Regions from separate parts of the Mus musculus genome. Here all the other regions are linked to region 4. A link is a contact called in public Hi-C, HiChIP or PLAC-seq and promoter capture Hi-C data. All regions are on one chromosome and are shown on one strand. The core of a region is the stretch at or near the end of the contact, and the rest is flanking DNA. Distances in the headings are between cores, read along the strand shown. Region 1 has its middle 23 kb from the start of Nfam1. Region 2 holds the start of A4galt (alpha 1,4-galactosyltransferase). Region 3 holds the start of Rrp7a (ribosomal RNA processing 7 homolog A (S. cerevisiae)). Region 4 holds the start of Smdt1 (single-pass membrane protein with aspartate rich tail 1). Region 5 holds the start of Tef (thyrotroph embryonic factor).

Region 1 (4,232 bases), core at 466-2,965, 710 kb before region 4:
CACCCCCCACCCCCGCTTGGCATAGCCAGAGGTGCGGAAGTCAGTTTTGCTGTAGTAACCTGAGGGCCAGTGCTCTGGGCTGCTCCCCTTTTGTAGAAACTTCAGAATCCTGCATTTTTCTGTGATGTGGCCTCGCTGTCGATTTTTCTTTACAAAGAGGCAACAAAATCTATCACACTGATTTGTATGACTGTCACTAAAAAAGCCAGCCAGCAAAAATGGCTTGAGCGGACCTAGCCCCGGTCTTTTATTTTTGGCAAGGAAGAATAGAAGAGATGAGTAAATGCTCCCCCTGTTGCCACACAAATCTTTGGTCCTGTTCACCCTCCCTGCTGTGCTACATCTCCTGTCCTTGGCTCACTCCCCCTCACTCTCCAGCCTCGCTGGGCTCTGCTGACAAACTGACAAGAGACATTGTTGCCATTTCATCATGCCCCGTCCTTATCAAAGCTGTTCTCAGAAAACTTCCCTGTAGAATGTTCTGGAGTTGGCTGTGGGCACACAGCTTTGTAAATGTACTTAAAAAAAAATTAAATTGTATACTTTAAGTAGTCACGTTTTACAGTTAAATCTTCATAAGGCTATTCCCGGCTCCCTCTTCCTTTCCTTTATGAGAAGGGGAGTCACACTGGTCTCAGACTTGTCACTCAGTCTCAGTCTCCAAAATGATGGGATTACAGGTATTGCTGCCCCCTGGTTTGTTCACTTAATTAAAAAAAATTATGTGTATGGGTATTTTGCCTGCATGTATGTTTATGCGTTACATGCATGCAGTGCTAACAGAGGCCAGAAGAGGGCGTCAGAGCCCCTGAAATGGGAGTTACAGGTGGCTGGGAGCCATGTGGGTGCCGGGAATCAAACGGTCTTCTGTTAAGAACACCCCGCATTCTTAACCCCGGCGCCATCTCTCCAGCCCACCAGTTTACTTTTTAAGTACAAGAGAATTGTAGGGCAACAACCCTGTGCTGGGCTGTCATATCAAACGTCTCCAGTTCACTGCCCTGTTTTGCGGCATCTATGACTTGCACCGCCTTTCCTAACTGGGACATCCCTACTGCAGCCTCCTGCCAGCTAGTTCCTGGCTGTTCTCAAGGCTGAGTTTCTAACTTTGTCTTTACTGGCTATTTACCTCTGTCGCTGCTACAGTCACAGCTGTACTGACCCATCAGTTTGTCAGGTGTCTCTGGCTCTATCTCTGCAGCAACCGGGGCTGGCTTGGTGCCTAGCCCCTCCACATTTGACTTTACCCATCCCCCTATTGATTCTTGGGCCCTCTATAGCCAATGAGAATATATATAGTCCACACTAGGCTCATGGAGACTTCAGAAGTATGGTTATAGCTCCGCCCTCCCCGCCCCCCATTTAGCTTTTTCTTAACCTCTGAATTAACAATTAGCAATTTAGCAAGAACCACCTTCCTTGTCTTTCCAGAATGCTGCTTCTACCTTTGGGGGGTGGGGAGGGGTGAATAGACAAGGGGACTACATGTTCTCACAGAATGAGAGAGGAAAAGGCCAATTAACATTCAGCTAAGAGAGAGCATGATTTCTCCTATCAGCAATAAAAACTGACAGCTCTATCAGAAAATGAGCCGGGGGAGCCACAAAGCCTGGCAAGGCAGGGCGCCTGCAGCCCCAGCAGGAGTGATGAAGATGGCTGAGGGCAGGAACCGCTGCTGGGAGTCAGGGAACCACCAAAGGAAGCGCCTGGGGAGCCCAGCGGCTGCCACTCGGCTCCCGCTTTTGATCCCGCCCCAGGCAAGAAGAGCAGTGCTGCGCAGGCTTTATCCCTGTGACTCGGAGCTGCCACTCTCCCGCCGGCCTCTCCCCACGCACTCGTTTCCCCCTAACCTTATCATAAAAGGAGGCCACGTGGTGTCTATTTATGGCAGCGCGGTGGTCCGGGGAGAGGAGGCTCGCGGTGTGCCAATTCTGAGAGCTGGTGGAATTGCTCCGGTCCTTCGGAGCTTGCCATGCGGTGAAAGAATAAACGATGTGGGGGCAGGGCCGTGACTCCCACTGCACCTCCAGCTGACATCCAAGTCCCTTCCTCAGAGCCTCCGGGGTGATTTGTGTTATCAATCAGAGCTGCTGAACAGATCGGGCCTCCTAGAGCCCTAGAGCAAGAACCGAGCCGTGAGATGAGAGGAGGGTGGGTATGGGGGGGGGGGCACCCTCATTTGGCTTGAAAGAGAAGATCGGTCCCTTTACAAAACTACATTTCTACTTGATGCTTAAGTAGAATGGCTTTTAAAAACGGAAAGAGAGGACGCCAGCGAGAGAGGGAAGCTGCAGTGGTCTAGGGGCTGGCGAGATGGCTCAATGGACAAAGGGTCTTGCGGCCCATGCCGAGCTAGAGGACCTAAATATGAGCCCACCCTCATGACAGGAGGAGAGAATTGATTCCTGAAAGTATTTTGTCCTTCACAGGATCTCACCCTCCCTCCCTTCTCTTTCTCCATCCTTCGCCCCCTCCCTTCCCAGCCCCCCTCCTTTCTCCTGTTCCCCTCCCCCTCCCCCTCCCTCCCACCACCACCACCAAAAAAAAAAAAGTAGTGTAGAGTATATTGCTTGCTTTCATCTTCAGCACAGCAGGGGCAGTTTGGGGCTGCTTGTGCATACTTCTGTATATATGACAATGAAACAGAGGCAGAGGCAGAGGCAGAAATGCCCAGGCATCCTCGGGGCTATCCTGGGCCTATCCTGGACCCCGTTCTTCTGAGAGGTCTTTAGCATCCTGATCAGGCTCAGCAGCACAGATGACAGCTGTGGTGTTCTGGTTAGCTCTCTGTGTGCGTTTATTGAGACAAATGCTCCTCCTGTAGTCTGGGGTGACCTTGAACTCACTGTGTGGCTGAGGATGGCCTGGATGGAGCCTCTCATCTTTTGCCACCTCCCGGGTCCAGCCTGCATGCTTTTGAACTTGAATTTTAATCCAGTCTCACATCTAAAACGATTTCCCTTCTTTTGGGTCTCAGTACAGTAGACATAGAAAGGCGGCAAAGTCGGGGCCTTTCATACTCAAGAACTGGTTCCAGATGAAACCCACAGTAAGTTCAGATCTGCGTGTGGATGCTACGTCCTTGATTTAGGCAGACACATTAGGAGACAGCAATTGGAGCTGGTAGGATGGCTCAGTGGGTAAAGGCACTTGCCACCAAGCCTGACAACTTATGTGCACATAACCACTTGCAGACATACATTACTGCATACAATGAAAATAATAAAAATATTTTTTTAAAAAGTTCAAATTTATCTTTGGGTGTATAGTAAGCGGGAGCTAGTCTGGGCTACATGAGACTCTGTCTCAAAATAAAATAAAAAGACAGACAACACAGACGCATACAGACATATTCGTGCACACACACAGAGAAAGAGACAGAGGAAGGGAAACGGGGGGAGAGAGAGAATATATGAATTCATGCTTATTTTCCAGATTAAATTTAGGATGACAGAGTCGATGCATGTGCTCTGTGATTTTATATTTGTGCCAAGACATCCACCGCTTTGGGATTGACCTGCCTGGGACAATGGAGAGTTACAAAAGACGGATACATGCCGGGCGTGGTGGTGCACGCCTTTAATCCCAGCACTCGGGAGGCAGAGGCAGACAGATTTCTGAGTTCGAGGCTAGCCTGGTCTACAAAGTGAGTTCCAGGGCAGCCAAGACTACACAGAGAAACCCTGTCTCGAAAAACAAACAAACAAATAAACAAAAGACGGATACACACGCTTACAGACAAGCAAGGACCATGTGGGCTGCGCACTCTGATGGGGACCACCAGCAGCTGGGGAGCACCAGTGGGGGTGTGGGGGAGCAAATCTCTGGGGAGGTCTCTGCGAGGAGTGGCAGTCTCATCTCAGGGATCAGTCCTGGAGAGGTGGAAGCCAAAATCCATAATTTCTGCACACGAGTGTACTTAGATCAGCCTCTGCCGTTCCTCTGGAGTCTGAGGCTTTGGGGTGACATGTCTGTGTTCATGTCAGTAATGCACATTCACGCAGGACTTCATTTGCATCTGACATGTTTGTTCCTTTTTCTCTCTCATGATGAAAATATTGTTTCCTGGGGCTGGAGAGATGGCTCAGCGGTTAAGAGCCTGCTCTTCCAGAGGTCCTGAGTTCAATTCCCAGTAACCACATGGTGGCTCACAACCATCTGTAATGTGATCTGTTGCCCTCTTCTGGTGTGTCTGAAGACAGCTACAGTGTACTCACATAAATAAAATAAAT
Region 2 (4,464 bases), core at 519-3,018, 910 kb before region 4:
CTAAAAATAAATTAAACAACAACAACAACAACAACAAAACCCTTGAGCTGGGCAGTAGAAATGCAACATTTTGAATCCCTGCACTCTGAAGGCAGAGGCAGGCAGATCTCTGAGTTTGAGGCTAGCCTGGTCTACAGAGTGAGCTCCAGACATCCAGGGCTATACAGAGAAACCCTGTCTCAAAACAAAAACAAAAACAGAAAAAGAAAAGAAAAACTTTCTTTGCTTCTGGATTCGAAGGCTCTCTCCCTTCAAGATCCTATAGTGGCAGCCTGCGGTCATGACACTGAAACGCTGCTAATATAGTTTATCTGAAGAACAGTGTATCTCGGCACCTGTGTGCATCCATCACACTAAGAATTAAGTTTTGTTTTTTTTTTTTTTTACTTATGAGTACATCTGTGTAGCTGTGTGGGTGCAGGTACCCTCAGAATCTGGAAGAAGACGTGAGATTCTCTGGAGCTGGAGTTACAGGCAATTGTAAACCTTCTGGTGTGGGCTTTAGGAATCCAACTCGGCTCCCCGTGAAGAGCAGCAATTGCTCTTAACTGCGGAAGGGTCTTCAACACAATACCATTCATTATCCAATACTCTGTAGCCTTGGCTTGGCCTAAAAAGCTCTATATAAATCAGGCTGGCCTCGAACTCTCAGAAACCTGCCTGCCTCCCAAATGCAGGGATTGAAAAGAAATGCACCACCACGGCTGGCAGGGCTCCTTGTTTGAGTTTTAAGATGAGCAAAGTCTGTTATCCCAGCATTTGGGAGGCGAAAGCCAGAGGGGTTGTCACAAGTTTGAGGCCACTGTGGTTTACAAGAAAGCCGTGGGCTAGAATGAGAAGCAGTCTGGCAAAGCCAAACCAAAAAAATCAAACCTGGGAGTGATGAGCACTAATGGGAATGGCCCGCGAAGAGGCAAGAGGGGCAGGAGCAGCAACGGCTAGCAGCTGGAGGCTGGGGATCTCCTGGAAAACGAGAAAGGGTGGGCATAGCCAAGAGCTAGGTAGTTGTCAGCAGTGGGGTGAAGGGGTGAGAATTTTCCACAGATTCGCTTTTACAAAGCCTGTTTACCCAGGCTGTTCTCAGGGTTGGGATAGGGTGTTTCCATTTTCTCAGCGGCCTGGACACAGGTTTGTATGGTGAGAGAGATGAAGCAGGGCAGGCAGCGAGGGCACGTTGGCATCTAGCCCGAGAGGAGAGCTGGCGGGGGAAATCGCCACTAGGGAACACCATGCCGTGGGCCCGGCCCTTCCTTGGGTCACAGCAGGCCAGAGCAGGGAGTGAGGAGTACTTGGAACAGACGCTGCTGGGCAGTGGCGTCAGGATGACTCAAGTCTCAGATGTCGCCCCTTCTCAACTGCACAACATTTATGTAATTAACCAAACCGCTTCGAGCCTGGCTTTTTATTTTTTTTTCCATCTGTTAAATGGAAAAAAATAGAGCCATGGGTAGGGGATTCATCCCTGTCTTGGAGGAGTGACTTGGGAGGCTGAGGCAGGAGGATTGCTAGCTCTGGGGCAGAAGGGCTGGAGAGAGAAACGGAAGGTTTAGAATAGGATTGTGACTAGTGAGGTGTGGGTGGCCGGGAGGCGGCTCACACCTGTTGGCTACTGGCTATTGATGACTCAGGTCGTGCCCACCCCCATTTCTAGACAGGACTAGCTGCAGGCGGAGAGGGACCCGTGGGGCAGAAACGCCAGACCCCGCCCAGGGCTGGAGGGGCGGCGCTCCTGTCCGCTGGGCTCAAGCCACCGCCCTCCAGGGCCGCAGTAGCCGCCCGCCGACGCGGGAGCCGGAGGTACCTGGATCTCAGGGACAGGGCAGCGGGCAGGGGGATCTCGTTGGGATCCGGGGCGCCCCTGTTCTAGGCTGGAAAGGGAGGTGAGCTGCAAGACATCAGGGACCCGGGTCCCCGCCTGGCCACCTGTTCTACAGGCGACAATGGTGCGGGCACCAGTTCCGCGCCGTGGTCCCTCAGCTGCCGCCCGCACCGGTCTGCGCCCCGAAGTTGAGCGCGGCGCGGCGCGAGCTAGTCTGGGGCCGGCTAGGATCCCGCAATTCCTTCCCGCAGCCCAGGAGGCCCTCGGAGGGCGAGGTTCACGGGGGAGGGGGACGACTGGGAATCCGAAGTCCAGATCCCAAAGCGCTGCTCGGCGACGTTGGGCGTGCTCTGGGAGGTCGCGGCGGGGCGCATCCCGGAGAGGAATGGAATGCCGCGCGCTGCAGGGAGGGCTTCGGGTTGGGAGTTGGCTCTGGGCTTTCTGGATGCTCCGGCTTCGGACCTGCACCGGGAAGGGTCTTCAGGTGCAGGGGGTAGCCTGGGAAAAGCGGGGGAGCAAGGGAAGCCAGCATGGAGTCGCGAGACCCAGGGCTCGGTCCCGGATCAGCACGCTCGCGCTTCTCCCCTTCTTCCGATGAGAACAGTTGAGGTATGGGACTGGAAGCCGAATAGGGTTGGAAGAGGCTGCGCCTGGGAGATTTACCCTATCCACTCCTTTTCACTGTTAGGGCGAGCCCCCTTGCCTCAATGTCTTCGTATGTCATCTGGGGCTAGAAGTTCTTTTCATCTCCTTGGCAGAGTCCACTGAGTCTCTAGCCCGCTGGAGATTAAAAGTATCCTTTCCATCTCTACTCTGTCACATCCATAGCAATCCAGCTGCTGCAACCCCAGCCGGTTCCGAAGTGACACCCTCCGGCTCCCCGTCACCCCACTCCACCCCCTCTTTGACCTTTCTCCTCCCTAAGAATGGGGACTCCAATAAAGCAGAGCTGCCCTCCACTCGCACTCCCCTAGTCTCTGGCATTCAGCAGCAGAAATCTTTCCCATAAAGGAAAGTCCTCAAACGAAAGACCAAAAAATTCACAGGAACTCAGCCTCCCGGTTTTATTTGTTTGTTTGTTTTGTTTTGAAAACGCTTCTTCAATGCCTCAAGGGCTGGTCCCTGCCTGGACAGCTCAAGGGTCGCTGCGACCTATTAAACAATTCTGTAGAGTTTGCTTTGTTTCTTTGAAACAATTAAGGCTCTGCAGCTGTCTATATTGACAAGGATTAGTCCCAGAGAAAGGTTGTTCACTCATGGGAGAAGTGATGAATATCCCAGGGTGTGGGCAGGGTTGCTTGAATCTCTAGAGGCGACTGTGACCCACCATATCACCCCAAAACAGCCTGGTCTTAGAGGTGGAGGTGGAAGGCGAGGAGCAGTCCAGACCTTCAATGACCTCAAGTAACAGCTTTACTACTGAGCCGCCTCAACTGCCCTGGTTTTTGTTGTATAATGAAAGCATTTGGTTCTTTTAGATACTGTTACCCTTTGTTTTGAGACAGGGTCTCACTGTGTAGCTCTCACTGCCCTGGAATACTGTATACACCAGGCTGGTCTCCAACTCAGAGATCTGCCTGCCTCTGCCTCCAGGGTGCTGGAATTTTTTTTTTTTTTTTTTTTTGGTTTTTCGAGACAGGGTTTCTCTGTATAGCCCTGGCTGTCCTGGAACTCACTCTGGAGACCAGGCTGGCCTCGAACTCAGAAATCCGCCTGCCTCTGCCTCCCAAGTGCTGGGATTAGAGGCATGTGCCACCACGCCCAGCTCTCCTGGTGCTGGAATTAAAAGGCCCGTGTCACCACGCCCACCTAGATACTGTTACATCATTATAAATGCATACAGTTTTTATGAATGGTTAGATTTTCCTGAGAAAAGAATTAGACTGTTCAGTGTGTGAGCCGGTTTCACCAGCTGGCTCTGCCGAAACCCCTAGCCTGGGCAGACTTCCTCAGACCGTGTGTTAGTATCTCCATTTTCTCTAGAATCGAAACCGCTGAGTCAAACAGTGAGCAGCTAAGAGTTTGTGTGCTGTTCATCAGGTGTGAAGGCTTTGCCCCTTGGCTGCTCCTTGGCAAAGTTTGTCTCCTTTATTGTAGATTTCAGATATATGTTTGAGAAGCTGGGGTGTTTTGGGGTTTTTTGTTGTTGTTGTTTGGTTTTGAATTTATTTATTTTACTATGAATGAGCATTTTTGCCAGTCGGTATGTGCACCCCACCCATGCCTGGTGTCCATGGAGGTCAAAAAGGGTGTTTGAACTGGAATTGAAGTTGAGAATTACATGTGGTCACTGGGATTTGCCAAGTATTCTTTTTTTGTTTGTTTGTTTGTTTGTTTTTAAGATTTATTATTTATTATATGTAAGTACACTGTAGCTGTCTTCAGACACTCCAGAAGAGGGAGTCAGATCTCGTTAAGGATGGTTGTGAGCCACCATGTGGTTGCTGGGATTTGAACTCTGGACCTTCAGAAGAGCAGTCGGGTGCTCTTACCCGCTGAGCCATCTCACCAGCCCGTTTGTTTGTTTTTTTGAGACAGGGTTTCTCTGCGTAGCCCTGGCTGTCCTGGAACTCACTCTGTAGACCAGGCTGGCCTCAAACTCAGAAATCTGCCTGCCTCTGCCTCTCAAGTGCTGGGATCAAAGG
Region 3 (4,504 bases), core at 1,927-4,426, 780 kb before region 4:
ACTTTGAGCTATAATGTCTTTTTTCATGGATTTTATTATATTTATTGGATGTCTGTACATTTCATGACCCATGTGTGGTGGTCAGGGGCCAACCTGAGGGAGTCTATTCTCTCCTTCTGCCACATGGGTTCTGTGATTGAAACTCAGTTTTATCAGGCTTAAGGGTAAACACCTTTACCTATTGAGCTAGCTTGTTGGCTCTGGGCTGTTCCCACACACACATTTCTGTGTGTGTGTGTGTGCATGTGCATACATGCGCAAGTGCACAAGTGTATGGGCATACTTGATGCTTGAAGAGAACTAGATGGTGCCTGGAGAACTGGAGTTACAGTTGTAAGCTGCCTTGTAGGTACTGGGAACAAACCCTGGTCCTTTGGAAGAACAGCCAGTGGTCTTACCCCTGAATCATCTCTCCAGCCTCAAAGTAAATTCTTTTTTTTTTTTAAATATTTTTTTTAAGATTTATTATATGTAAATACACTGTGGCTGTCTTCAGACACACCAGAAGAGGGCGTCACATCTTGTTATGGGTGGTTGTGAGCCACCATATGGTTTGCTGGGATTTGAACTCATGACCTTCAGAAGAGCAGTCGGTCGGTGCTTTTACCCGTTGAGCCATCTCACCAGCCCGTAAATTCTTAAGATCAGAGATTATATATACTTCCAAAGTACACTCAAGAGTGCACATTCCCAGCCGGGCGTGGTGGCGCACGCCTTTAATCCCAGCACTCGGGAGGCAGAGGCAGGCGGATTTCTGAGTTTGAGGCCAGCCTGGTCTACAAAGTGAGTTCCAGGACAGCCAGGGCTACACAGAGAAACCCTGTCTCGAAAAATGAAAAAAAAAAAAAAAAAAAAAGAGTGTACATTCCCATGGACCAAAACCCTGCAGTACAAACACTAAACCCAGTGGCTCCATGTGCAGTGAAGGAGACTTCGGATTCCAAGAGTTTAGATAGCCCTGCCCCTCCAGATTTGCTTTCTGCAACAACTCCCTAGCTGGTTCCACTTCTCACATGCAGCTTTCTATTAGATATCCATGCCTCTGACGTCTCTATCATCTTGGAGTCTCTAATGCAGCCCAGGCTTCACCATAAAGGTTACGCTGTGGAATGAGCCTTGCCTCCTTCCAGCTTTGTCACATACACCAGTACCACGAGAATGCCAGGTCTGGCCAGCTTGACGGGGTTCTGGTCCCTCCCAGCACAGTAGCAGCAGCTTCTGTGTGGAAGGTAAACTTCTAGGCAGTTGTCTGGGAGCAGGAAATCCCTTTCTTTGCTAGCTGGGAGTGCTCTTGCGGGTGCAGAGTTGAAGGTGTCTCTTTCCACCTCACAATGACAGCCTCTGAGCACATGGCTGGGCTGCAGCGGAAGGTTTCTCAGGCTGTCCCTTTCCAAGTACTATTCTATCCCTGTCAGCAAGTAGCTACTTTCCTGATGCCACAGATCACCTGTACACTGTAAAGTATTCCTGGGAGTTTAAGTTCTCCAGAGTGAGACAACAGCTCCCTTGTTCCTGCAAACCAGGCCTCACACCTACTTATATGTCAACTTGACACTAGCAAGTCACCTGAAAGGAGGGAACCGCAACTGAAAAAATGTCTCTGAGTTCCAGCTGTAGGGAGCCAGCATCTTCTTAATAAGTGATTAGTTGGGGGAAGGCCCTGCTCATTGTGGGTGGGGCCCTCCCTGGGCTGGTGGTCCTGGGGTCTCTAAGAAATCCAATGGAGCAAACTACGAGAAGCAAGTCAGTACGTTTCATCAGCCCCTGCCTCAGGGTTCCTGACCTGCTGGAGTTACTGCTCTCGCTGCTTCTAATGAACTGTTTCATGAAACTGGAAATAAAGCCTTCCTCCCCACATTACTTCTTAGTCGTGTGTCATCACAGCAACGGTAACCCTAATGAACACACAAGTATCCTCCTGCTTCAGCCAGGATTAAAGCCATGCCCAGATGGATAAAGTTTATTTGGGCTCACTTCAGTTTGTAAAAATTTAAAAAATCTGCCAAGCATGGGTGATGTGTGGCAGTGTCCACCTTTAATCCCAGCACTGGAGGAGACAGAGGCAGACAGATCTCATGTGAAACTGAACCCAGCCTAGTCTACATAGCTAGCCTCAGGTCAGCCCAGGCTACATGGTGAAATCCTGTCTCAGCACACACACAGTATTTTCTTGAGGGAGAGAGCTCATGCCATGAGGCATAAGCCATGGAGTGGGTGTGGAGGTCAAAGGATAACTTGCTGAAAACAATTCTCATCTTCCATGGATGTAATTCAAGATGTCAGGCTTGCCAGCAAGTACTCTTTGTTTACAGTTTCAACCCCAGGCCTCTCAGCCCCTTGCTCTCTCAACTAAAGAGACTGACTGTTCATGGCATCTCACTGCACAAAATCCCAGTTGCACCACGATTTATACGGAATGCTATTTATTTTTTAAAAATTTATAGTCGGGGGCTGGTGAGATGGCTCAGCGGGTAAGAGCACTGACTGCTCTTCCAGAGGTCCTGAGTTCAAATCCCAGCAACCACATGGTGGCTCACAACCATCCGTAATGAGATCTGTCACCCTCTTCTGGTATGTCTGAAGACAGCTACAGTGTACTTATGTAAAATAATAAATAAATCTTTAAAAAAAAAATCTCAAATAAGCCAGGCAGTGGTGGCACACGCCTTTAATCCCAGCACTCGGGAGGCAGAGGCAGGCAGATTTCTGAGTTCGAGGCCAGCCTGGTCTACAGAGAAAGTTCCAGGACAGCCATGGCTATACAAAGAAACCCTGTCTCAAAGAAAAAAAAAAATTATAGTCGGGCAGTGGTGGCACACGCCTTTAATCCCAGCACTTGGGAGGTAGAGGCAGGCGGATTTCTGAGTTCGAGGCCAGCCTGGTCTAGAGTGAGGACAGTCAGAACTACACAGAGAAACCCTGTCTCGAAAAACAAACAAAAATTATGTGTTGAGTGTGCCTGTGCACCACGTGTCCTGGAACTGGGTTCCAGATAATTTTTGAGTGATCGGAAACGAACCCCTATCCTCTGGAAGAGCAGCCAGTGCTCTTTCCATTTATTGCTCCAGCCTCCCTCTACTTCCCAATAGGACAGGGAAGGCTAAATCTTAGGGCCGGGCAAGATCCCGGGAGGCGGGCCTAGGGCTGAGAGGGCGGGGCCCCGCGTGACGCCGTCGTCGTGGAAACGCAGCGGCGCCGGAACACGGAACTCCCAGCCGTCTCTGCGCTCCCAGTTGGCCAAGATGGTGTCTCGCAGGAAGAAACGGAAGGCTGGCGGCCACGAGGAGAGCATACCGAGCCCACCGGGGTATTCAGGTGAGCAGCTGAGGGCCAGGGACCCACCATTTTGCGGGAAGGTGGCTTGCAGGTGGCAGAGGCCCTGGCAACTCGTCAGGTATCGGGGTGCAGGACCCCGCCGCCCCGACTCTGGGTGCTGATTCCGCGGCTGTTCCTCCGAAAGGCCTTGGGCTCGGGCGCGGTTCCTCCAGGCGGCGCCAGGCGTCCTAGGCCCAGCGTTGCAGCTTCGTCGTCCTCAGAAGCTAGTTATCCGCTGTTCTGCTCGTGTCTCGTTCTTTAACAAGCGCTTCCGCAGCTGTCGCCCTCCCAGCCCCGAGATTCGCATCCCACTGGTGTAGACTTAACTGGGAAGGTGGGGCTAAGTCGGCAGGAGGGGTGGGGGGGGGGGAGTTAGCCCTAAACGAAGAATGGGTGGAGGGAAGAGAGTTGGTGTGCCAAGCAGAGCAGCCCATGCTATGGGGGGGGGGGGGGGGGGCTGATGATGTCAGACAGCGGATGCTCCGAGAACGCAACACTGTGCCCGCCCCCTCAGCCTCCTGCGGTGATTATCCGAATACATTTCCCTCCAGCTTCCCGTGGATGGGTGGATGAACAGGCGGGCCGATGGAGCTAGAAAGAGACATAGTGAATTGGAACTTGGGTGGCATAGACACAGACCTCCTTTCAGGGTACCCCAAACTCTCCTGCGCTCGTTTCCCCTGTTAGCTGTTCCAGTCAAGTTCTCGGCAAAGCAGCAGGCTCCTCATTACCTCTACATGAGACAGCACCGAGTTCGCCAAGGCACCCAGTCCACATGGCCTCCCGATCGAACCCTTTTTATCCTTAATGTGCCCCCGTACTGCACACAGGTAAGAGTCTGGTAGACCAGTGGGTTGTGAATGGGGGCTTGCCACGGGCCCTACAGAATCCTGGTGGTCAGATGGAAATTCCTACAAAACCCTCAGTGGAGGATGTTGAAAGACTGGGAGTTTCAGAATAAAAATATGTTTTGTTTTTTTTTTTTTCTCCCTGCCGCCGTCTAGGCAGGGTCCCCCTCTCCCTGGGCTGTTCAGAACTTCCTGAGGCTCAGGCTGGCCTCGAACTTGCTGTACTTCCCCACCCTCCCCGTCTCAACTCATTACAGTTATGAGTGGTCACACCTGGTTTGGAAATTATCCTTCCAACCATTATTTTATTTGTTTGTCTGTTAGTTTTTCATTTTTAAAAG
Region 4 (4,509 bases), core at 943-3,442:
AAGGACAATGAGAAGGCCACTGAGGACCTTAACCTAGTGGGAGTGTAAGTCATCCAACATGAGAGAGAGTAAGTCTCGAGTGGTGAACCCACTGCTGCTCCTGCCCTGAGGGTTCAGATGGTGCCGCAGGCCAGAGCACCACAGAGCAGATCATCCGCCTGCTGCTTCTGCCCATTTACAAGAAGGGCAAGGATTACCTGTTAATCGTCGTCGTCGTCATCCTCTGGGACAAAAATGTCATGTTCCTCAAGCAGAGCAGCGAAGTTCTTGCTGATGAGTGTCCCGACATAGAGAAAGGGGATCACAATGGAGAACACTCGGAGAAGACCAAAGGACATCTGCAGAGAGAAGAATGGGTGCACTCCGGGAGACCAGTGGCTGCGCCCAAGCCTCCAATGGACTACTGATCCCCACACCACTCGATTTTTAAAGTCTTTGAAGAAACTCAGAGCAACGAAGAGACAAAGTGAGTTTTATGGCCACCAAAATGGATATCAGAAAGAAAAACATAAAGCTAAACTAAATTTAGGAAACTAAGCAACTCAAAATTAGGGGCCAAACCTAATTCCTTGCAAGAACCATACAAAGTTAGGTGAGAACACTAGGCTGGCTGGGCTCTAACCAGCTCTCTCCACCCAAAAGTGAGTTCCGGGGCTGGAGGGATGGCCCAGTGGTGAGGAGCACTGACAGCACTTCTACAGGACCTGGTTCTCAGCACCCACGTGGCCTCTCACACGCAAGTAACTCCAGCTCCAATATGGCACAGTCTCTTCTAGCATTTGTGGGCATGTGGCACTTAAGTGCTACACAGACATACATGCAGGCAAAACATGCATACACATAAATAAAACTCGAGTTAGGAGGAGGTGTGTGCACTGATGGGGCCTCTCACCTCCTTCTCTTTTAGCTGGCTCCTGCTGCTGAGCAACCTTGCTTCACAATTAATGTTAAAAGCTCGCAAAGGCAACATGGACGGAAGGAATGCCAATGAGATTTCACCGGTATTAGCTTCCTGCTTCCCCTAGCTGTGACTTTTTATACAGCAGCTGCACATTTTTGCTTCTCGCTGGAACCCTGACTGGGGTCAACTGCTACCGCTCAGGCTTGCTCTAAAGACTTTTGTTTTCCCTTCGACTCCATACGGCCATGCCGTCAAAAAGCACACCTTTGGTATAAGAGACTTCCCATTTTTCCTTTGGGGTACCGAGGGCAAGTGACAAGAGTTCAAGTATGGAAAAACCAGGATGTGGTCTCTGGTTGTCAAGACCTAACTCCTAGCTTTGGATGCTGGCTTCAGGGCTCTGCCCTGACTTCATCTGTAAAACCTACACATTCCTCAGCACAGAAGGTCCTGCTCCCACATCCCCCTATCCGTTCTCCTTCATTTCCTTTTTACTAAGTATATTACTTCCGCATTCCCTTCCCACTCTTTCAGTAATTTATTCTATGTGCATTGGTATTTTGCCTCCTCGTGTATGACTATGCGAAGATGTCAGATCTTGAAGTTACTGATAGTTGTAGCTGTCCTGTGGTGATGGGAGTTAAACCTGGGTCCTCTGGAAGAGCAGAGTTCCTAAGCTCTGAGCCATCTCTCCAGCTCTCAGGATTGTTTTATCCCATCACCTTTGAGGCAGAGATTGCATGACTTGTATAAATCGACACAAAGCCTTTCTTCTGACCCTGAAGAAATAGGTCATTATGTCCCTCAAGATAAGAAATTGCACATTTCGCTGCTGCCTTCCAGCTTCTGTGTCCAGGAACCCAGCTTAACAGTGAGTTTTATGGAAACATTTTCCTCCACCTGTCAAAGTCAGCAAAACCCAGCTGCACAAATTGAGTCCTATGTCCGGTCCCCAGTCTATGCCAATACTATGATTGGCCTCTGCGCCTGTCAATCAGGACAGGTCACATGCACTCCCCCAATCACCGGCCTCAATCCCTTCGTCCCGCCTCAAGACAGACACTCACTTTCACCGGCTTGGGCAAAATGGCGCCGCTGCGAGTGACGATGACTGACCTCGACGGTACCTGGCTGAGACCTGAGCTGCCCGGTACGGTGTAGACATCGCCACCTCTCCTCCCCCTCGGCCCGCTCCAGAGAGCCCCGGGTCGAACTGCAACCCAGGCCAGCCGCCGAGCCGCCGTGGACGCCATCTCCAGCTCCGCCCCTCGCCGGGAGCCACACCCCACGCATCCAAGGCGGCCTCTGGCAGAAACTTTCTCCAAAACTCGCGAGACTCGTGACACACACGGGAAGCACCGCCCTCCCGCCTGCGCAGAGCACGCATTCGTATGCCGGTGGGAAAGTCCTCGGCGCCCGGACGACGTAGTGACGTCAGGAGAAGGACGCCCCTCCCGGACTCCAGAGGGCGGGGCCGCCAGGGCTCCCTTTGTAGGTGTTCCCGCCCCTCACCTCGGGAAGACTTGAATTAAGGAACCAGAATGTGTAATGAAAAACTCTACTTGGTATCTGAATTTATATATATATATATATATATATATATATATATTTTTTTTTTTTTTTTAAGGTAACAAAAAGTTAACAAAAAGCTGGGCGAAGTGGCGCACACCTTTAATCTTACACTACTTGGGATGCAGAGGCAGGAGGATCTCTGTGAGTTCAAATCCAGTAAGTTCCAGGACAGCCGGAGCTACGTAGTGCGGCGAAAAAAATCAAGTTAACAATAAATAGCTCATGGTTTCTGTGGACATTGGTACAATGGGTGCAGTGGACAGCGGGCTTCCCCTACAGATCTAGGGAACAAACAAATAGACGGATTGGCCTGATGGAGGTCATACCACCAAGCCAGGTTCTTGGACTCAATTGTTAGCCTCAGACACCAGCTTTGCAACTCAGGCTCCTGATTCTTCATTTGTAAACACGTTGATTGTAATAACCAAAATTAACTTTCTGAGAGGGTCTCACACATAGCCCAATCTAGCCAAAAAACTCGCGGTGTTGTCAAGGATGCTTTTGAACTCCTGATCCTCCTCCACCTCTTTGCTACCAACCGGGGAACTTTACCGTTCTGGTTATAAAGGGAAGGGGGGAGGGGAGGCTAACAGGCCTTCCACCAGGTCCTGCTGCAAAACAAACACCAAAACCAAGTGAGGTGTGGCACTCCTATCTATAATCCCAGCAGATTGCCATGCTAAGGAGTTCCAGACCTGCGTGGGCTACAAAGACTTGGTCTCCAAAAACCAAAACTATTAAAAGAGCAAACACTAACTACTGTGACAAGAAACTTAGCAAAGGTACCTGTGTGTACAGTGAGGGCAGCTGGCTATGAGGTTACAAGCAGGCTTGAGAAACATAGCCCTGACCAGAGGAACCATGGAACTCAGTCTCCTGGAGGCAAAATCCAGCCTTTAGGCCTTGTTGGATTTGGGTCAGGCTGGCCCAAGGCCCCAGATAGGGAAAGGAGGGAGGTCAGGAAGAGTCCAATTTTGTTTGGGAACGGTATACATCTCTATTGAGCCACAGCCACTGTCACTACATCTATATAAAGGGGACAGACGGGCCTGGTTTCTGGCTCTGTAGACCTAGCCATCTGACCTTAGAGCTAAAGAAAAAGATACTTGGAATGACACGGGACAGAGTAGCTATGAGAGCCCTCAGCAGACAAGCCTTAGGAACAAGCGGGCTAGGTAACAAGAGTCCCTACAAGTTGCCATGACGACAGGTCAGGTCTTCTATATAAAAGGCTGCCTGCCTCCCTGCGGGCAATGTCCAGCACTATACATGGACAGGGCAGCAGCGGGAGAGAGAACAAATCCCTCTTTAGCACCTAAAGACCTTCTCCTACAGAGAGCCCTGCCCAAGCTACAACGATGTCAGTCTTCAAGCCACTTCCTGTCACCTCTGGCATGGAGATGCCCAAGACTTCTTGTGTTGGACTTTATGGCTAGAGAGCAGAGCCCCACTTCCTGAATTATATTATCTTCCCATCAACCACCTGGCCTTTCTAGACCTCAGAAAATAAGTAGGGAGCCATGATTCTTCAGTTCATGCCAGCGAGAGGGGAGGATCTGGAAGCTAGAGAAAGTCTACAGAGCAGGGGAACACACACACACACACACAGAGCAACCTGGTAAATGAGTAAATATTTAACCCCTGACGTTCTGACCCCGGCATCCTGACCAGCAGGACAGGGCCATAGCTTAAAGGGCTCTGGCTCAGGGCCTATTCTGTGACTTGTTCTCTGTCTGGCTTCCTTTTGCCCTTTGCTGCCACCCTCGCCTCAGCTCCATGATCTCCTTCCCATACCAGTCATGCAGGGTAGAGAAACAGGAGCTCTCAGGGGACACGGGGCTCTGTCCCATGCTTAGGAGGAGGCTAGCAGGGCCCTGTAACTCCCACTCGGTCAAATCCCGACCTATTGGCCGGATCCCCCTTTCTTCCACAGTACCAATGGAACTGCGGTCCCTGGGGAGAAAGTGGCCGTTCTCAGGGTCTGGAGCTCGGTGGTCAGGAGCCTGAGATTTACTACAATTGGCAACAGCCCTCTG
Region 5 (4,348 bases), core at 1,662-4,161, 530 kb after region 4:
GTTGCATTCAGTTCCAGATTTCAGAGGCCAACAAAGAGGCTAAGCAATGGCTGTGGGAGCCTGTGCAATGCCTGGAGAACACTGGACTTTCAGACAAATTGGCTTCAGGTGACTGCAATGAGAGGCTCTGGAGCTCTTCTCAGAGCTCAGTTCAGAAGGCTTTATCCCTGAGTAAGCAGAAAAGACTGGGGGCAGGTTTCCTGGGAGGAGGGAGAAGGGAGGAGCTGAAGAAGAAAGACTGCTTCTATTCAAAGCAAAGCTAATCAATTAGTGAAGACCAAATCCCCCATGTCTTAGTCAAAAGGTTATGCGCATGGATATCCAAGAGGGGGCAATTAAGAAAAAAAAATACAGAGAAATGTGACAAGACAAGAAGGCAATCAGAGTGAGAAAGAGGCTCATCAGAGAAGTGGGAGATGATCATGACACGTTCATAATAGGTTTTCAAAATTGAAGGAGACAACTTTGAACCCTGGATTTAGAAGTAAAAAAAAAAAGAGAGACACATCAAATATTATTATGTTGGAGGAAAACCAGCCATGCTTGGGTCCCAAGAGCAGACAGCCAAAAGGGAGCCATTAGTCCAAGAACAATGACCAGACCCCGTGAGTTGGAGATTCTCATAAGCACAACTTGCTCATAGCTTGTAATATGATTTAACATCAATTCTTATGGCTGCCTTTTTAATTTAATTTTTTAAAACCAGGCTTTGATTTAAAAACAACTGGGAGGCAACAAAACTCCCAGCCTATGGGCTGGGTGGGCCAGATGGTCTCTCTGAGTCCACATTCTGTTCAGAAACGACTGGACCAGTCGGGTGGGGTCACTTGGGATCAAAAGAGGTAAGAGAAGCAAGGAGATAAAAAGCAGCTTGACAGAAGGACAAGCAACAGGAAGTTCCTCATTTTGCCTGACTAAAGCAATTAAAACATTTTTTTTCCTGATTTTCTGAGATAGGGTCATGAAATCCGGGGTGACTTCAAACTTGATGTGCATCAGAGGATGACCTTGAACTAGTGGTCCCCCTGCCTCTACCTCTCCAGTGCTGAGATTGCAAACAAGCACCACTACAATCAGTCAGGCTATCACAATCCAGTGTTTGTAAGGTCAAGTTTTAAATTAATTTCAAAAGGTAAATGACCGACGTGTCCAGGACTTAAATCACAGGGACTGACACCAGTGGTTTGTCAGTTTCATACAACAGAAAGAACACCAAACCAAGAGCCAGAAGGCCCACCCATGTGACCTTGAGAAACCATCTATGCCTCTCAGGAGTCTCAACTTTCCTCACCTAGAAGTGGAGAGGTAGTAACCCAAACAAGATAAGACTATGTCAAAATGCTTTGTGAGTGTGGGCAAATGCAAAGCAAAACCCCAGTATGGCCTGGTCCTCTCTGGTGAGCTTAGGCAAGAGCTGCCAGATGTGAGCACCAGCCCTTGCAGTTTGTCTTACACTCAGATCTGGATGGAGTCATCACCTTCATACAAACAAAAGCGTTTGTGCACATGAGGTCCTGAGGCAGGAGGAGAGAATCTAGCCTCACCTGATGAGCAGAAGCTATTTATAACGTAACAGGGACAACCATAAGCACAGCAGCCCCAGAACACACCCAAGGAAAGAAACAACAGCATTTTAGAAAGGGAAATGAGATCCCTGATACAAGCAATCCACAAACAGCCAAGTCCTTCCCAGATACCCTAATTAAGCTGAGCTCTTGGAAATCTGAAGATCTCAGACTGAAAGCACACATCAATGGACCTAAAACCCCACAATAGGTGGCAGTCCTGCTGCTCTTCCAGGCCAAATACCCAGGCCAAGTCTGCTTTCCACACCAGGCCCCAGGGACTCTTGTGGCCTGGGCAATTCGATGAAGCCCGGTCCTGCTATTGTGATTCCCAACAATCAACCAGGAGAAGGACCTGAGTGGCCACATTCTAACCCTCATCACAGCCCTACTTTGCCCAGCCTTCATTCCCTTAATTTTTTTTTAAACCAGGCTTTGATTTAAAAACAACTGGGAGACACTACCGACCCTCATCTCAAATTGCCTCCTCCATCCACACCTCCCAGGGATGCATTTCCAGTAAAGCACCACCGTGGACCTGCTCACTGTCCACTCGTAGAGAGGAGGAATCGTCTTCCTCCAGGACGGACCAAAGACATACAAAGGCCATCTGCTATACTGATCAGGGCCTCTCAAACTTTGGTGGTGAACTCTGCACCCACGAGGGTGCAGTGGAGTGTTTCTTAAAATACACGCTCTGTCTCAAGATCCGCAGACTAGGTGAGGTCCAGGAACCCGCATTTGAAGGCAAGCAGTATCCTCAGGATTTGGATGCAGGCGGCCCCACTGGAGCCCCCTCTAAGTGGCGGCTTCCTTGCAAAGTTCTGTTGACTTGTCCTTTCCAGATCACCCCCTGACTTTCTCTCTGGGCTAGAGGCCTAGTCCAGCAGGCCCCTAGTCATGCCCGGGCCCGCATAAACACCACACCACTGGACCGCTTCACCCTGACCTCTGACCCGGCCCGGGCCGGCCCGCCCCCACAAGGCCCCGCCTTTACAGAAACCCCGCCCCCAGACACGCGCGAGCCCCCCCCCCTCACCGAGGCGCGTCTCGCGCGGGGGGTTCTCCATCAGCTTCTTCAGGACCAGAGGGAAGGAGCCCGACAGGCCCCGTTCTCCAGCTGCACGCCCCGGGCCCGGCCCCGCCTGAGGCTCCACAGGCGGCTTCTTCCCGCCGCCCGCGTCGGACATCGTGCCCTGCGCCCCACTCGTGCGCCTCGCCTCCCCCGCCCGCACCCCGAGACGGGCCGGAGCGGCTCGACCCGCCGCAGCTGCTGACACGGGCAGCACTGCGCAGACGCGCTACTGCACCCCCACCTCTCTCCATCCGCACCCCTCCCGCGGACTGGTTCCGTCTCATTCATTATTCATAAGGCCAGGCCAGCGGTCCCATAGCGTGGCTTCCGATTGGTGCGCGCTGCGTAAGGGCGGGCACAGCTCTTCAGGCTAGGATTGGCTGTGAGAACCAAACGATGTAGACACGTGCTGGGCCAGGTGAGGAGTATCGCTCCGCCTGCCCGGGAGCGTCGGGCCCTTCTGCGGAGCCCCCCTGTTCTTTTTTGGTCAGTCGCGTCCCTTTCGCCACCACTTTCGTGACTACAGGTTTCCTCCCACCTCATCGCAGCCTCCTTTTTCTCCTTCCCTCGGAGAAGCCACCTCAGAGGAAGGCGGAGCGGGGCGCGACGGCCCAGCCCCGAGGGTCACGTGGAGCGGCAGCAGATGCGGAGCCTCGCGGGGCGGGGCAGTGAGGGAAAGGCTCGCGGCAGCCAATGGGGCAAGAGGGCGGGGCCGGCGCGATTGCACGAGGCTCTGCACGTGCGGCTGCGGCGCGGAGGGGCGGAGAGGGGCGGAGAGGGGCGGGGCTGGCTCTGGCCTAGGCCTAGCCAGGACTGGCCTGTTGTGTTGTTTGGCGGACTCTGCCCGGGGGTAAGGGGACTGGGACGTGGGTAGCCAGCCAGCGCTCCTCCCACGCTCCGCGCGAGGTTAGCGGAGGGCAGGCGGGTCCCAAGCTCCGCTGCTTCAGCGGGTGTCAGGTTGCCCACTGATTTAGGGATTGGGAGCGGGCGTGGTTGCAGAATAAACACTAGTACGGAGAGCGCATTCTTGAAACCTATCCACGAACCAGGGTCCGGACAGACTTCCGTACTACTAGCTGCTCGCTTGTGACCTTGGGAATTATCCAGTTGCTCCACGGGAGCCCATTTCCTCAGTCTTAAAAATTCAACATTGAACTAGAGTCAAAAGCAAAACAAAACATAGTTTCTGGGTTCCTTAGGAAACCTGTGAGCCGTGAAGGGGTGTGCAAACCTTCAAGATGGCTCGCAGAACTTTGTACCTCTTTGCAGTACAAGTCATACTCGGCTTCAAGCCCAGACAATACTAGACGCTCAGGGATTAAGCTCCCAGAGGGGCAGGGACTTGGCTTGTTTATACTCTGTCCCTCCGTCCCTCCCATGGCTCCCTGCCTCGGAAGGAGGAGCTGAGTCTGGCGGAAAGGCAGCCTGTGGTTCATGCGGTAGTTACAGAACACCACAATAGACAGCTAGAAGCGCATGGATTGTGTTAGGACCTGAGGAAAAAGAAATTTAGCTGAGTAAGCCCAAAGGAAGCGGCTAAAGGACGTTGGGTAGCCTTAGGAATAGAGTGATGGACTGTGAATCTAAAATACAAGATTTTGTGATGTTGATCGTTTTCTGAACCTGAATCCTCTAGCCCATTGTTCCATTTCTCCAGTCTGTTCTCCTTTTTGTCAAATGGGGAGAAAGCAGGATGTAGCCTACGGTG

What was found. Promoter capture Hi-C pulls out the DNA fragments that hold promoters and counts their contacts. A called contact is a pair of places that touch in the nucleus more often than the background predicts. HiChIP or PLAC-seq counts read pairs in DNA pulled down with a chosen protein or histone mark.
Region 1: a contact with region 4 is called in an H3K4me3 HiChIP or PLAC-seq map of forebrain, with 11 times the contacts expected there. The contact joins the enhancer-like site here to the promoter of Smdt1 in region 4. A contact is called at or near these places in 14 of 39 promoter capture datasets (the 3T3-L1 cell line, 3T3-L1-derived adipocytes, the C10 cell line and 7 more), 3 of 15 datasets of contacts at CTCF or cohesin (embryonic stem cells, large pre-B cells and stem cell-derived epiblast-like cells), 32 of 484 Hi-C or Micro-C datasets (the HL-1 cell line, cerebellum, cerebral cortex and 8 more), 40 of 115 datasets of contacts at active chromatin or transcription factors (the NIH/3T3 cell line, SST interneurons, T-cell acute lymphoblastic leukemia and 22 more) and 2 of 9 other capture datasets (adipose tissue and liver).
Region 2: an H3K4me3 HiChIP or PLAC-seq map of embryonic limb bud shows a contact between it and region 4, with 9 times the contacts expected there. The contact joins the promoter of A4galt here to the promoter of Smdt1 in region 4. A contact is called at or near these places in 1 of 39 promoter capture datasets (embryonic stem cells), 2 of 484 Hi-C or Micro-C datasets (B cells and embryonic stem cells), 8 of 115 datasets of contacts at active chromatin or transcription factors (astrocytes, embryonic forebrain, embryonic limb bud and 4 more) and 1 of 9 other capture datasets (embryonic stem cells).
Region 3: a contact with region 4 is called in a promoter capture Hi-C map of hippocampal neurons, with 7 times the contacts expected there. The contact joins the promoter of Rrp7a here to the promoter of Smdt1 in region 4. A contact is called at or near these places in 17 of 39 promoter capture datasets (the 3T3-L1 cell line, the C10 cell line, the HPC-7 cell line and 11 more), 1 of 15 datasets of contacts at CTCF or cohesin (the NIH/3T3 cell line), 4 of 484 Hi-C or Micro-C datasets (cerebral cortex and cortical neurons), 22 of 115 datasets of contacts at active chromatin or transcription factors (SST interneurons, astrocytes, bone marrow-derived macrophages and 14 more) and 3 of 9 other capture datasets (adipose tissue, embryonic stem cells and liver).
Region 5: a Hi-C map of Th1 cells shows a contact between it and region 4, with 7 times the contacts expected there. The contact joins the promoter of Tef here to the promoter of Smdt1 in region 4. A contact is called at or near these places in 1 of 484 Hi-C or Micro-C datasets (Th1 cells), 2 of 115 datasets of contacts at active chromatin or transcription factors (memory CD8 T cells and pancreatic cancer cells) and 1 of 9 other capture datasets (adipose tissue).

What each region holds. Positions count from the first base shown.
Region 1 is chr15:83,054,309-83,058,540 of GRCm38.p6, reverse strand. No RefSeq gene overlaps it. Among named protein-coding and RNA genes, the nearest start is that of Nfam1, 23 kb to the right of the region's middle. Within about 2 kb of position 1,715, at least 89 of the 459 cell types and tissues checked have an H3K27ac peak or open chromatin away from gene starts, as enhancers often do. A contact at or near this core is called in SST interneurons, VIP interneurons, cerebellum and 8 more, where this site is marked.
Region 2 is chr15:83,249,033-83,253,496 of GRCm38.p6, reverse strand. It overlaps A4galt (alpha 1,4-galactosyltransferase), which reads left to right and starts at 1,768. Exons shown (of 3, transcript NM_001004150.4): 1 at 1,768-1,797.
Region 3 is chr15:83,121,473-83,125,976 of GRCm38.p6, reverse strand. It overlaps Rrp7a (ribosomal RNA processing 7 homolog A (S. cerevisiae)), which reads left to right and starts at 3,176. Exons shown (of 7, transcript NM_029101.4): 1 at 3,176-3,315; 2 at 4,003-4,145. The coding sequence starts at 3,243. It overlaps Poldip3 (polymerase (DNA-directed), delta interacting protein 3), which reads left to right. Exons shown (of 9, transcript NM_178627.4): 9 at 1-9.
Region 4 is chr15:82,343,729-82,348,237 of GRCm38.p6, reverse strand. Smdt1 (single-pass membrane protein with aspartate rich tail 1) reads right to left here and starts at 2,192. Exons shown (of 3, transcript NM_026914.1): 1 at 1,969-2,192; 2 at 198-338. The coding sequence starts at 2,154. The coding sequence ends at 201. It overlaps Pheta2 (PH domain containing endocytic trafficking adaptor 2), which reads right to left. Exons shown (of 2, transcript NM_177391.4): 2 at 2,528-4,509. The coding sequence ends at 4,177.
Region 5 is chr15:81,809,977-81,814,324 of GRCm38.p6, reverse strand. Tef (thyrotroph embryonic factor) reads right to left here and starts at 2,911. Exons shown (of 4, transcript NM_017376.3): 1 at 2,605-2,911. The coding sequence starts at 2,755.